2 separate regions of the Cricetulus griseus genome follow, and region 1 is linked to region 2. A link is a contact called in public Hi-C data. All regions are on one chromosome and are shown on one strand. The core of a region is the stretch at or near the end of the contact, and the rest is flanking DNA. Distances in the headings are between cores, read along the strand shown. Region 1 holds the start of Cdk9 (cyclin-dependent kinase 9). Region 2 holds the start of Fam102a (protein FAM102A).

Region 1 (6,273 bases), core at 3,156-5,655, 170 kb after region 2:
TTAGAAAGTCACAGTGGGTGAGGCCTTTACCACCTCACTTCCTGTCCAAGCTGAGACCCTCCAGAGAGGGGCAGGCAGGCAGGCTGGCCCTGGCACCCTCCGGGTCTCACAGCCAATACTCCACTCCAGGTCCACTCAGGCAGCTGTTCCCAGTACCCAGGGTGGGGAGTAAATATGTACCGGAGGAGAAAAATCTCAAACGTCCCATCATGTCACATGTCCCATGTAAGTCACATAGCAGAGGAAGCAATCTACCACCAACCTAAGAAGAGCCCTAGTGCCTGCCTCAGAAGACACGCTCAAATTCTGTCTGGTTGGTAGTGGCTGGATTTCGGCTCTGGTTGGTAGACTGCTGGGTGATCTGGCTACCCTTTCGTCGTGGTGGTGCTAGATACTCAAACATAGACGTCAAGTGGGTAGACAGCATGCCCTTTAGGTCTGAGGGCATGGGGTCTGACCAGAAGAAGTCATGGTTGAGGGCGTCGTCACTGTCAATTCGTTGTGCAGGGTCCAGCACCAGCAGCTTGTCAATGAGGTCCAGAGCATAGGGGTCACGTACATAGGCCTTCAGCCGGTCCTTCACCTTCCGCTTTTGGCCTTTGACCAGTTCTAGCTTTTCAAACAGCTCATACTTGTCTACGTTTGGCCACACCTGAGAGAGATGTTGAGGAGAATGGAATTGGAAGGGTTTAGATTTGCTAAAACATTTCCCACATGCTCCCTGACACCCCGCCCACGCTCCAAAGAATCAGACACCATCCAGCAGTAGTCAAGCCAGATGTGCTATGCTCCTAGTGTCTGGGCACTTTACACAAGTCATCTGGCATAAAGGTGCCAGCCCCTGCTCAGGGACATTCCTGTTCAACAGAAAAGCTTGTCCCCAAAAGCTCATCTTTGGAAGGCCTGGTCCCAAGCTGGTGGAAACTTTAGGGAGGTGGAAGCCAAAAGGGAAACAGCACCTCATGAGGCATGCTGCGTATCGCTTGGCGCTAAGCCCGTGTGCCACCACACTGATCACTACTCTTCTGCTTCCTCACTGCCATGGCCACACCTCTGCTCTCCTGTCACTCTCTGCCATGACATCTAGCAGCATCTCAGCACCAAAGCAAAGGCTACGCAACCATTGGCTAAAGCTTCGGAATAAAAGCAAATCTTTCCACTTTCGTTCCCTGTTACCGTCACAGCAACAGAAAGCTAACACAACAAGCTCAGAAAACCAACAGGTTCAGGAGTGAGATAAACACCCATAAGGCTCTGAACAGCAGGCCCAGGCCCTCCATCAAGCAACCTCCTCGCCACACCACTGTCCAGAGGGATTTGGATTTCTGAACCCCAGGACCACTAGCTTGGCTACATACCTCTGGGGTGATGGAGCCACAGAGCTGGCTGATGAGGGCAAGCTGGTGCTGCTCCGTGTTGCCCTGCATGATAGGGCTGCGAGTCCACATCTCTGCCATGATGCACCCAGCACCCCACAGGTCAATGGGTGGGCCGTAGTCCCGCTCTCCTGAGAAGAAAAGTGTACCAGGAGGGCTCTTTAAACCCAAGGGTCTCCTGAGACTCGATGTCTCAGGGATGATGGCTCAAGAGTCCTCACCGAGCAACAGCTCTGGGGGCCGGTACCACAATGTCACCACTCGGTTGGTATAGCGGTTGGGCTGGCTGTTCTTGGCTAGGCTGAAGGCACGGGCCAGCCCAAAATCTGCCAGCTTCAAGACCCCATCCCGGGTGATGAGCACGTTGGCCGCCTTCATGTCCCTGTGCAGGATCTGCAGGGAGACACAGGAGAGCTCAGTCAGGTTTACCCATCCACACAGCAGTAAAGGACAGTGGCAACCCCAGTTCCTTCCCAGCCCTCACCTTGTTCCTGTGGATGTAGTAGAGGCCGTTCAGCAGCATCTGCATCACCCTCTTGATCTCAGACAGCGTGAACTTTACTAAGACGTTGCTCAGCAGCCCAGCAAGGTCATGCTCACAGAAGTCAAACACCAGATAGATACTGCCCTTGCAACGGTTATAGGGGGAAGCTGATACAGAATGGGGGGGGAGAGGTCAAAGACCTATACCCACCTAATTTTTTCATAGCCAACTTCCAACCCTCCCACAGATACCCACGAAAAGCACCAACTCCAATGAAGGGAAAAAAAAAAAAAAAGACCAGAGGAAGCAGTGTGGTTAATCTGAGCGGGGAAGAGGCAGTTTAAGCACATCCACCTCAGGGGTGCAAACAGCCTTACTTGGTAAACCTCATTTGCTCACAAGATCCAAACACACCTTTGGTTCGACAAATCTCAATTAGGTTGACCACATTCTCGTGTTTCAGGAGCTGTAGAATCTTGATTTCCCGCAAGGCTGTAATAGGGAACTAAGGAGGAGAAAAAGTGGTTAAAACGAGTGTGCAAAGGACCAAGGAACTGGCTGAGGGTGAGGCTGAGGCTGAAAGGCAAGCAACAGTATGGTTTCTGTGTAATAGTTCCTGTCTGCAATCCAATCCCATTACCCAGGAGTACACACAGCAGGATTACATAGTTGAGATCCTGCCTCGGGAGGTGGGGAGAGAAAAGATTTGCATACTATTACAAGTACACAATATAAAGATTTATAGTAATACAAACGTCTCATTTTACCATCTAGATCAGGTTGGCCTTGAACTTGTTTTGTGAATAATTCTAGTCCTTTAGCCTGAGTCCAGGGATTGTAATAAGAAGCCTATATGCTGGGCTAGGAATTCATTTTAGACAATCCAAACACAGATTTTAAGTCTGTTACTAACACTTGTGGGTTAAGATAAGAAATTTCCTGAAACTGAGATGGCCAATGGCCCTCGCCTTTAATTCCAGCATTTTATAATCCCAGTAGAGGCAGCTGGATCTCTGTGAGTTTGAGGTCAGCTTGCTCCACATAGTGAATTCAAGGGCAGCCAGAGCTAAGCAGATATATCCTACATCAAACAAACAAAACTCATGCAAAGACCCTATTTCAAAAACAAAAAACACTAGCTGGAGGACACAGATTCAATTCTCAGCACCCACATGGTGGTTCGCAACCTTTTTTAGCTCTAGTCCCAAAGGATTCAACACAGCTTTCTGGCCTCCTCAAGCAGCAGGCAAGCTTTTGTACACAGACACGCATGAAAACAAACTACCCAGATTTTGGAGAGGGGCAGCAAAACAGCACCTTGAACTTAGTCACCCTTTCAAAGACCTGTGCACACACTGTCTCTTCACACAGAACAAAAATCAAACGCTAAGCTAAGGATTTTCTTTCTTTTTTTTTTTTTTGGTTTTCAAGACAGGGTTTCTCTGTGTAGCTTTGGAGCCTATCCTGGCACTCACTCTATAGACCAGGCTGGCCTTGAACTCACAGAGATCTGCCTGCCTCTGCCTCCCAGGTGCTGGGATTAAAGGCGTGTGCCACCACACCCGGCGCTAAAGACGTTTGAATTAAAGGCTTGCCTTCTAGAGTCAACCTGCACTGCATGCAAAGTATACGCTCCCTCACGTGGCCTCCGCCAAACTTTGCCACTCAAAACTGAAAGTGGTAAGCCAAATTCCTTGTTACATGGAAAATCGCAGAACACTAGGTATTAACAAAATCTCAGCACCAAAGTCTTTGACGCAGGAATGTGGAAACACAGTTAGGAAGGAATGCCTAGTAAACCATACTCACCCCCTCCTTCTCATTCTCCATCAACACTTTCTTCAGAGCCACCTTCTGGCCCGTCTGACGGTGCTTGGCTTTAAACACTTCCCTGCAGGCACAGAGAAAGACCCGAGAGAACCCGTGAGGCATTTCCGCAGGACCCGCCCCTCCCCCACGCGAACAGGGGCAGCAGGAGGCCAGATACTCGGCTGGGCGCCGCCTGAGACTCCGGTACGCCGCTACTCGGCACCTCGTGGTTTTCGGCCTCCCTCCCAGGCTCCGCGCTCTCCCCGCGGCCCCTGATCCTCCCCCAGGAGTGTCTCTGAGAGATTCCGCTCACATTCTGGGCGCCTCTCGGCAACCCTACCCCACCCCCATCCCGGGCCTCAGGCTCCTCCCCGCTGGTCCGCTCGGTTAGGCCGGGACCGTCTGCGGCTCTGCCTAGCGGCACCAGGCCATAACCAGGGAAAGAGAAGCTTCAGGACCATCTTGGCCCAGGCCCCGGGCGTCCCGACTTCTGCTCTGAAAAGTGCAGGTCCTGGGCTCCCGGCCCCATGCGGCCTACTCTTACCCGAATGTGCCTTGGCCGATCTTGGCAAGTTTTTCGTATTTGGTGACCTCATCGCAAAACGGGCATTCCACTGAGTCGTACTGCTTGGCCATGGCCGCCTCCAGCGCGCCGCCGCCGCCGCCGCCCGCAGCCGCAGCTCCCGCCGCTCCCGGTCCCGCCACACTCCAGGCCCCTCCGCGGCCGCGCCACTTCCGCCTCCAAGGCCACTTCCGGCCTCGAGGTGCCGAGCCTGCCTCTTCCTGTCTCCGCCCGCCGCCAGGCCCCCTGGGACTTGTAGTTCCCGAGAGGCCAGGGGGCGCCTGAGCTGCAGAGGAGCCTCCGCCGCCGCCACTGCCCCCGCCGCCACCGCCGCCGCCGCCGCCAGCGCTGTTAGCGGCTCCGATCGGGGCGCAGGGAGCCGTGGCGCTGGGGCTGGGGCTCGCGGCTGTGCGTCCCGCTGCATTGGCCCGGGCCGCGCTGCTGCCGAAGCTGCTGCCGCTCTGGCTCCCGATCCGGGGCCAGCCGCAGTGCCCTGCTCCTCCTCCTCCGACGGCGCCGCCTCCGCCGGGCTGCGCGGGGCGGCGGGTGGGGAGGAAGGCCTGGGGAGGTGGGGGCGGGAGCTCCCTGTCCAAGCCCGGCCCGGGGCAGCCGGGCAAGGGGTCGAGACGGGAGAGCCGACGAGGAGTCTGCCCGAAAGCCCGGATCGGGGCGCGTTATAAGGGGGGAGGTGCCCGTCCTGGCCTCCCTCCCCTCTGCCCGCCCCCTCCCTCTTCCTCCCACCCTCCGCGGCCGCACCTGCCGCCCGCCGCCGCGCCGCCTCCCGCCCACCCGCTCCCAGTCCAGCGTCCGCCCTCGGCGCGTCACTGCCACAGCCCCTCCTCTGCCTTTGGAGGTGGGGCCCTGCACTAGACACCTGCCTGCGGCGCCCTGCCGCGTGCCTCAGTTTACCCCCCAGTGCCAGCTGCCACGGAATGCCCCTTCTTCCCGGACTGAGAGTGTGCTCCCGGTGAAGCGAAGGCGGGAAGTGCCGAGGGAGCGGCCCGAGGCCCTGGGAAGGGAGAACTGCCCCCGCTGCCACCTCCGTCGTCTCAGCCACCCGCCGTTGACATGGCAACTGACGGCCGCCAGGGGGCGCGGCGACACTGGAGGCGGAGAGCGAACAACGCTCAGGCCTAAACCCTGGATCTTGTGTTGTCTGCGAGGCAGGGATGAGACCCAAGACCCTCCTTCATGGAGCTGCTCTAGAGCTTGTTCGTCCCGGGTCGGTCCTCGCAAAAATAGTTACCATTGATCCAGCACTCCTGCATGCTTTAGAAATGCTGGGCGTTCCGGTTGAATCCTGAACCTATCCTGTGACCAAGGTTTACTAACCCATTTTACAGAAGAAATGGCAACTCAGAAATAGGAGGTTGTCTGCTCAAGGTTGAACAGTGGCAAGGCTGACTTTAGCTATGAAGAGGTTTCTCATGTTTCATTTTTACAGTACACTTGAGGCCCTTTGTTCTTATGCACTGATATCCGCCATTTGCCCTGAGTTCCTTCCAGTCATACCCTCCTCCGCCATCATCTTCCAGGTTCCAGGAGCCTCCAGATGCAAGCCAGCAAAGCGGTGTTCCTAGCTTCTCAATCTGCCCCTCCTTTCCAGCAGCTTCCCTCCCAAGGATGGAGCCTGAGTCCTGCTTCCACTAGCCTAGCTTCTCCCCCTGTCTCACTCCAGCCTGCTCCAGATCACCCTGAAGTCTGATATATCATCCTCTACAGCCTTGAAATTCTGAGTGTGACACTGAGGATCTTTCCAGCGTTTCAGCTCCTGGGCTGGGTCTGGAAAACTGCCTGCTGCTTACCAGATTCCCAAGCCCTCCTGCCTTCAGAGCTGGGATTCCTCTTAGCACCCCACTCCCCAGGGTTGGCTGCAGGAAGTCTTCCGGTTTGCTTACCCCTCTAGTTTTGATTGACACAGGGTCATGTTACATAGTCCTCACTGATCTGATGCTCATTGAGTAGTCTAGGCTGACCCTTAAACTCTAGACTATCCCCTTATGTTAATCTCCAGACATCATTATGACCAGCATTGCTTTCCA
Region 2 (5,637 bases), core at 992-3,491:
AAAAAATGAAACAACAGACAAAACAAAACAACAACAACAAAAAAGACTCAGGTAAAGGTGCTTGCTGCAAGTTTGATGACCTAAATTCAATCTCTAGGACCCACATGGTGGAAGGAGAGGACATATTGTATTCTGACCTCCATAGACACTGTGTCACATGTGCTCATTCACATAAATAAATACAACTTTTTTTTTTTTTTTTTTTTGAGGCAGGGTTTCTTTGTGTAACAGTCCTGGCTGTCCTGGAACTCACTTTGTAGACCAGGCTGGCCTCAAGTCACTGAGATTCACCTGCCTCTGACTCCTGAGTGTTGGGATTAAAGGCATGTGTCACTACTGCCTGGCTATAACCTATTTTTAAAAGGACAAAGCCTTTAGGCCTCTACTTCTCCACCTGTAAAAGGAGATGTATAGCTACCTCAGGGAGCACTGGATCTGTTACTTTTTCTTCAATCTGTGTTTTCTACTTTATGGGACAATAAAGAGAGACAAGATTGCCACCCATGATACTGAAATGCAAACTCAGGAATGGGAGTTTTCACTCACATGTCCAAACATCAAATCCAGCAGAGAATTTGCATCTTGAATGCCAATCAACTGTGTAGCCCTGACTCCTGGAACTCACTCTGTAGACCAGGCTGGCCTCAAACTCACAGACATCCACCTGCTTCTGCCTCTGAGTGCTGCAACCCCACTCTAGGTCTCCACAGTGAGGTCCTGAAGGCCTTATCTCCTTCGGGAATCAAAAGTGGCCTCACTCACCAGTTCCCCATTACCTGAGGCCAGAACAAGCAAGTCACTATCTAGCTCAAAACACAAAACAAAACAGATGGTAGCTCCCTCTTTACTCTGGTCGACAAGGCTGATCTTCCATTCTCTCAAATGAGAATTCGTCCAGGGGGGTGCTCAAAACTTTGTTAGTACCACGCTGCCTGGCCCTCAGGCCTCGGGTGGCCGTCACTAAACCCCTCCTTTGAGTTTCCTTCCCAAACCAAAAGCCCAACGCCTCCTCTGACTTTCCCATACGTCTACTTAAGGTCTTCAATTGGCTGTAGCCCCCTGTGATCCGCTCTGCTTGGAGGGGTAGAAGAGAAGCCCACCAGGCAGAGCCCCTACACATTGGCGGACCGGATGCAAAGAATTACAAAACGCCGATGGCTCGGAGAGAACGAGGCTCCCCAAAGTGTCCTCTGCCTCCAGAGCAGTTAATCTAGCGCTAACTATCCCAGAAACTGAAGAACAAAAGCCTTAGATAACAGCTTGGAACGAGGCAAGCTGGGTCATAAGGCTGCAGGGCTCCTCACAAACGGCAACGCCAGGGCAGACGCTTGTCATATTCAGAGGCAAGAACGACCTGCTGGGATCTTGGGCCACCTCTTTAAGAGGGTCGTTTTCCTGAGAAATGGGTTCACTACCTCCTCAGCCTGCTTTATTGCTCAACGAGCTCAGGTCTTGGCGGGACCCGGGCAGGTCGTTCCAGCCTTAGTTTCCAGATGGTTTCTCCAAGTCATTGTTTCTTCGTTTCTTGGCCTCGCGCGCGCTCTCCTCCCGCTCCTGCCTGTGCCGGCCCCCACCCGCGACCTCCCACCCTTCTCCGTCCCCTTCACCCCCCACCCCGGCTCGTCTCAAGGAGGCGGGTTCAGCTCCGCGAGTGCACCAATCCGAGCGCCCCGAACCGGCTCTGCCTCCTCGAGCCCCGCCCCACGCCACCGCCAGCCAGTAGAAATTGGCGTTTGTAAAGTCGGTCCGTCCAATTGCGGGTGGGCTGTGAGGCTCGAGCGTCCCGCCCCTGCCGCGCTTGGCCGCTGCTCGGCGGGCGGCCGCGCCGGGGCTTCGGCATTCTCCGAGCGGCGCCGAGGTGCGTCGGGCTCAGCCGGCTGCGTCCGGTGGTGCGGGCGACGGCGCCGCTGTGATCCTGGGGTGCTGGACGAGGCAGAAGCCACCCGGCTGGGTCGGAAGGCGCCTCAGGCTCGGTCAGAGCAGGCGCGGCGTGGGTCCCGGGACTGAGCCGGAGGCCGACCGGCCAGGTTCCCCGCCCGGCAGAGCCTCCCGGAGAGGTCCCTGCGGAGCCCGGGCGGTCGCTGAGGTGGCTTCCGCTTCCCGGGGCCTCACCTGCGCAGGCCGCGGGGCGCCAGGTGCGGAGGCGTGTGCGCCGCTGGGCGCCTCCCCCGGCCGCCAGCGGGGCGGAGGCGGGGCCGCAGCCCGGGCCTCCCGCGGCTCGCCCGGCAGTCTCAGTCTCACCGGTCCGCCTGGTCCCGCGGTTCGGGATGCTGCTGCCTGCTCACGAGCCGCCCGCTGCCGGGGCCGCGCCTCGCTGTTTACATGCCGGTGGAGCCCGGGCCCCCCGAAGGTGAAAGTAGCCGGCCCACAGGACTGGTCTCCCAGACGCCGGGCTCCGGACTCAGATCTTCTCCTGCCCCGCAGCCTCCGCCGCCATCTGGACTGGATCCGGCCCTGGTGTTTTTTGAGGAGGGGGGTGTGGTATAGGGAAAGGAATCCTGGGGATTTCTGGGATCCCCTCTTTTTTTTTTTTTTTTTTTTTTTGTGCCCTGCGGGCTTAAGACTCAGGGAACTCGCTCATGGCTTTTTTGATGAAGAAGAAGAAATTCAAATTCCAAACCACTTTCACCCTGGAGGAGCTGACTGCGGTCCCCTTCGTGAACGGGGTCCTCTTTTGCAAAGTCCGGCTGCTGGATGGCGGGGATTTTGTCAGTTTGTCGTCCAGGTAGGCCTTGAGGCTTTTGTGTTTGCAGGGGAGGCTGTGTGTGTGTGTGTGGGGGGGGGGTGCTGCTGAATGAGATCTTGGTAAATGTGGAAGCCTCAGGTCGGGACGGCAAGGGACTTCCGGGCGTTATACGTGTCTGGGGGAAGATTTGCTCGAGGCAGTACTTGGGGCTGGCACTGTGCCAGGCGCTTATCTGCAGGTTACCAGCCAGAAACCTTTTAGGGCCCTGAATGCATTCTCCAAGTCACCCATTTTGCAAACTTGCATGGAGAGGACTGAATGAAATTTGCTCTTTGAGGGAGTAAGTAGGAGTGCCCTAGGCCACCTTACCACCAAGCTGGCCCCTGTGGCTGTCATATGATTGAGAGCTTAGGCCAGCCACAGGTTTTCTGGCATTTTCCTCATGGCTGGGAAAACCCAGTCCCAGGCACTCCCTGGATCTGATTGAGGGTGGTGGCAGGTTTTTGGGTTGCCCAGCCCCCTCTGAGTGACTGCCCTCCACTGGCTGAAGCTGGGCTGCTTTGCATTGCAAACGTCCTTGCCAGAAGACTGCCTTCCTCTGTGAAAGACCAGTTAGGTTTTATGTCCTCCCCATCCTGGTAGGTCCAGTTTCCCAGCTTATTTCTGAATGAAATCCAAGTTCTTAGTCTACCCTTTGCAGATTGATCTCACTAGGGCCACACAGTCCTAGCCTGCCTGCTGAGGCCCTTGGAGTCCAACTGATGAGGAAGGGGAGTCAAGTTCTGGCTCCTTCTGGGTTCCTGTTCCCTCTTGTGCACAGTGGATCACACAGATTTCTCCATCAGAGATATGGAAAAAAGTTGCAGTAGATAGGCCCACAATACAGCACCTGGCCCAAGGCCTGGGATACTCTCCTCCTCTTACCTAGTCTGCCCTTTGTTCCTTAGGTTTTGTGGGCTTAGTTAGCTGGAGATGCCTCACTATTCTGAGATCTCAGAGGTGTGTTTTACTGATTGGGATAATGGGCTCCAGAAAGAGGAAGTAAATAGTTGCCAGGGACCTTGAGTGAGACAGTTGTCAGCCAAACTGCCTGTTAGGAGACCTGTTGGGTGAATCTGCTGGGAGGAGAGAAGCTATGTGGCCTGATTCAGATTTTGGAATCTGTGTGGATAGAGTGAAATGCCTGTTCTATGCACTGAGCCTCCTGTTTTGCTCGGAGCTGCTTATCTGAGGAATTTGGACAAGGGGTGCCCTTTGTGGTGGGGTAGCTACAGTCTGCAGCCCGTGAAGCCTGTAAACAGCACAGTGTCAGAGGGTTGTGCTCAGAGATGGGCCTGGAGTCAGCCACTTTCAGGCTCTGGGTGAATTACAGAGTCTCCCTGATCCCATATCTCAAGAGCCAGCAGTTGTTGGTGCTCTGCTTGCTGTTTTACTAGCTCCTCTTAACCTCTTGACTGGGCCATGGAGCAGTAGAGGTGGGGTCTGGGGAGCATTTACAGAGATGAAAATAGAGGCTCAGAGAGGGTGGCTTTAACTGCTACCTTGTGCCTCTGAGCCTCAGTTTCCTCTTTTGTAAAATGGGGAAGTAATACCCACCTTTCAGTGTGAGGGGGGTGGAGAGTGCACCATGTCTGACTAGAGAAGGTGCTACAGTAGCTACTATATTGTAAGGGGCCCAGACCCCAGCTCCCTCTAACCCCAGTTCATTGACTCAGGGTGGGGTTGGAGAGTGGATGGGGGGAGGGGTGGTGTATACTGGACGACATCTCTTAATTAGCAGAGGTCCTTTTGTCAACTGTACCAAGGAATTTGCACCAAGCGCATGCTGCAGTTTCACCTATCTGCCTAGATCCTTAGCTAGCCACTAAGACCCTACCCGTCAGCTTTTTTCCCTTGCCCCAACTTGCCCCCACATCCTGGAAAGTCTGGAAAGTTCTGGGACTTAGCACACATGGCTCTGGATTTCACCTCTGTTTCCCCTTCTTCCTCCTGGCAAAAGACCAGATTCTCTGAGCCCAGCTGAGCCTAGGCAGCCTTTCCCAGTTCCCATCCTGGATAAAGCCTTGTGTGGGTGGGTGGGTGTGGTGTGTGTGGTGTGTGTGTTTGTTTTGCTAAAGAGAAATAGCTGGCATTGAGGCCCAAGGCTGAGCACTTAGATTCTAGACACCTGGGTATTGCAGCTGTAGCTGTAGAGAGCAGTGATGTTGGAACCTGAGCCACTTTGAAGTGGCTTTGGCTTTTGTGGGCTTTTACCCAGGGGGTGGGGGTTCCTAGGTTGCTATTCCCTCTACCACACCCCTCTCACATTGATCCTTTAGCCCAGGAGCCTGGGCCACCCCTCCACTGCTGTGAGCTTATTGGGGTAGGGACTGAGGTGACTGGACTTGCTTAGATCCTGGGCCTAGATGTGGCAGCACATCTTCCCAACCCCAGGGACATCTGGATCTTTTGATGTGCTGTTGGCAGCATGGGTGGTATCAGACTGACAGCAGTCCTAGACCCCACCCCTGCAACACCTACCTTCCTGGCTGGTGTTTTCCAGTGTGTTGAGTGCCATGGCAACAACTGGTACTCAACTCCACCTGACCCAGTTGGAACAGGTGACTCCTGGGGTTGTTCCTTAGCTTCATCTTCTAGCACGGCCTTAGGAGCAACAACCAGGCTCTTAGTGCCCACACTGTGCCAGGCATAGTGCTGAGTGTTTTGTGCAGGGTATCCCCATTAATCCTCCCCAACCGTTTGGAGAGACACTGAAACCAGAGAGGTAAAGCCACGTGCTGGAGGTTACCAGGTGGTAAATGACAGTAAGGAAACAGTTCTTCTCTCACAGTGGCTTCCTTTGATTGTTTGCTTGCCAATACACAGGGACTTGCTGAGCCACTCAAATATCTGACCATGAGCCAGATACCTCTCTAAGGAACTTGTAGGTGAGGACACTGAGGTCAGGAAAG

The links. A called contact is a pair of places that touch in the nucleus more often than the background predicts.
Region 1: a contact with region 2 is called in a Hi-C map of the CHO-K1 cell line, with 7 times the contacts expected there. The contact joins the promoter of Cdk9 here to the promoter of Fam102a in region 2. A contact is called at or near these places in 2 of 8 Hi-C or Micro-C datasets (both in the CHO-K1 cell line).

Annotation. Positions count from the first base shown.
Region 1 is chr6:144,420,566-144,426,838 of CriGri-PICRH-1.0, forward strand. It overlaps Cdk9 (cyclin-dependent kinase 9), which reads right to left and starts at 4,406. Exons shown (of 7, transcript XM_027423792.2): 1 at 4,214-4,406; 2 at 3,670-3,751; 3 at 2,275-2,365; 4 at 1,861-2,027; 5 at 1,598-1,769; 6 at 1,359-1,507; 7 at 1-652. The coding sequence starts at 4,305. The coding sequence ends at 287.
Region 2 is chr6:144,253,340-144,258,976 of CriGri-PICRH-1.0, forward strand. Fam102a (protein FAM102A) reads left to right here and starts at 2,242. Exons shown (of 11, transcript XM_027423804.2): 1 at 2,242-2,725. The coding sequence starts at 2,580.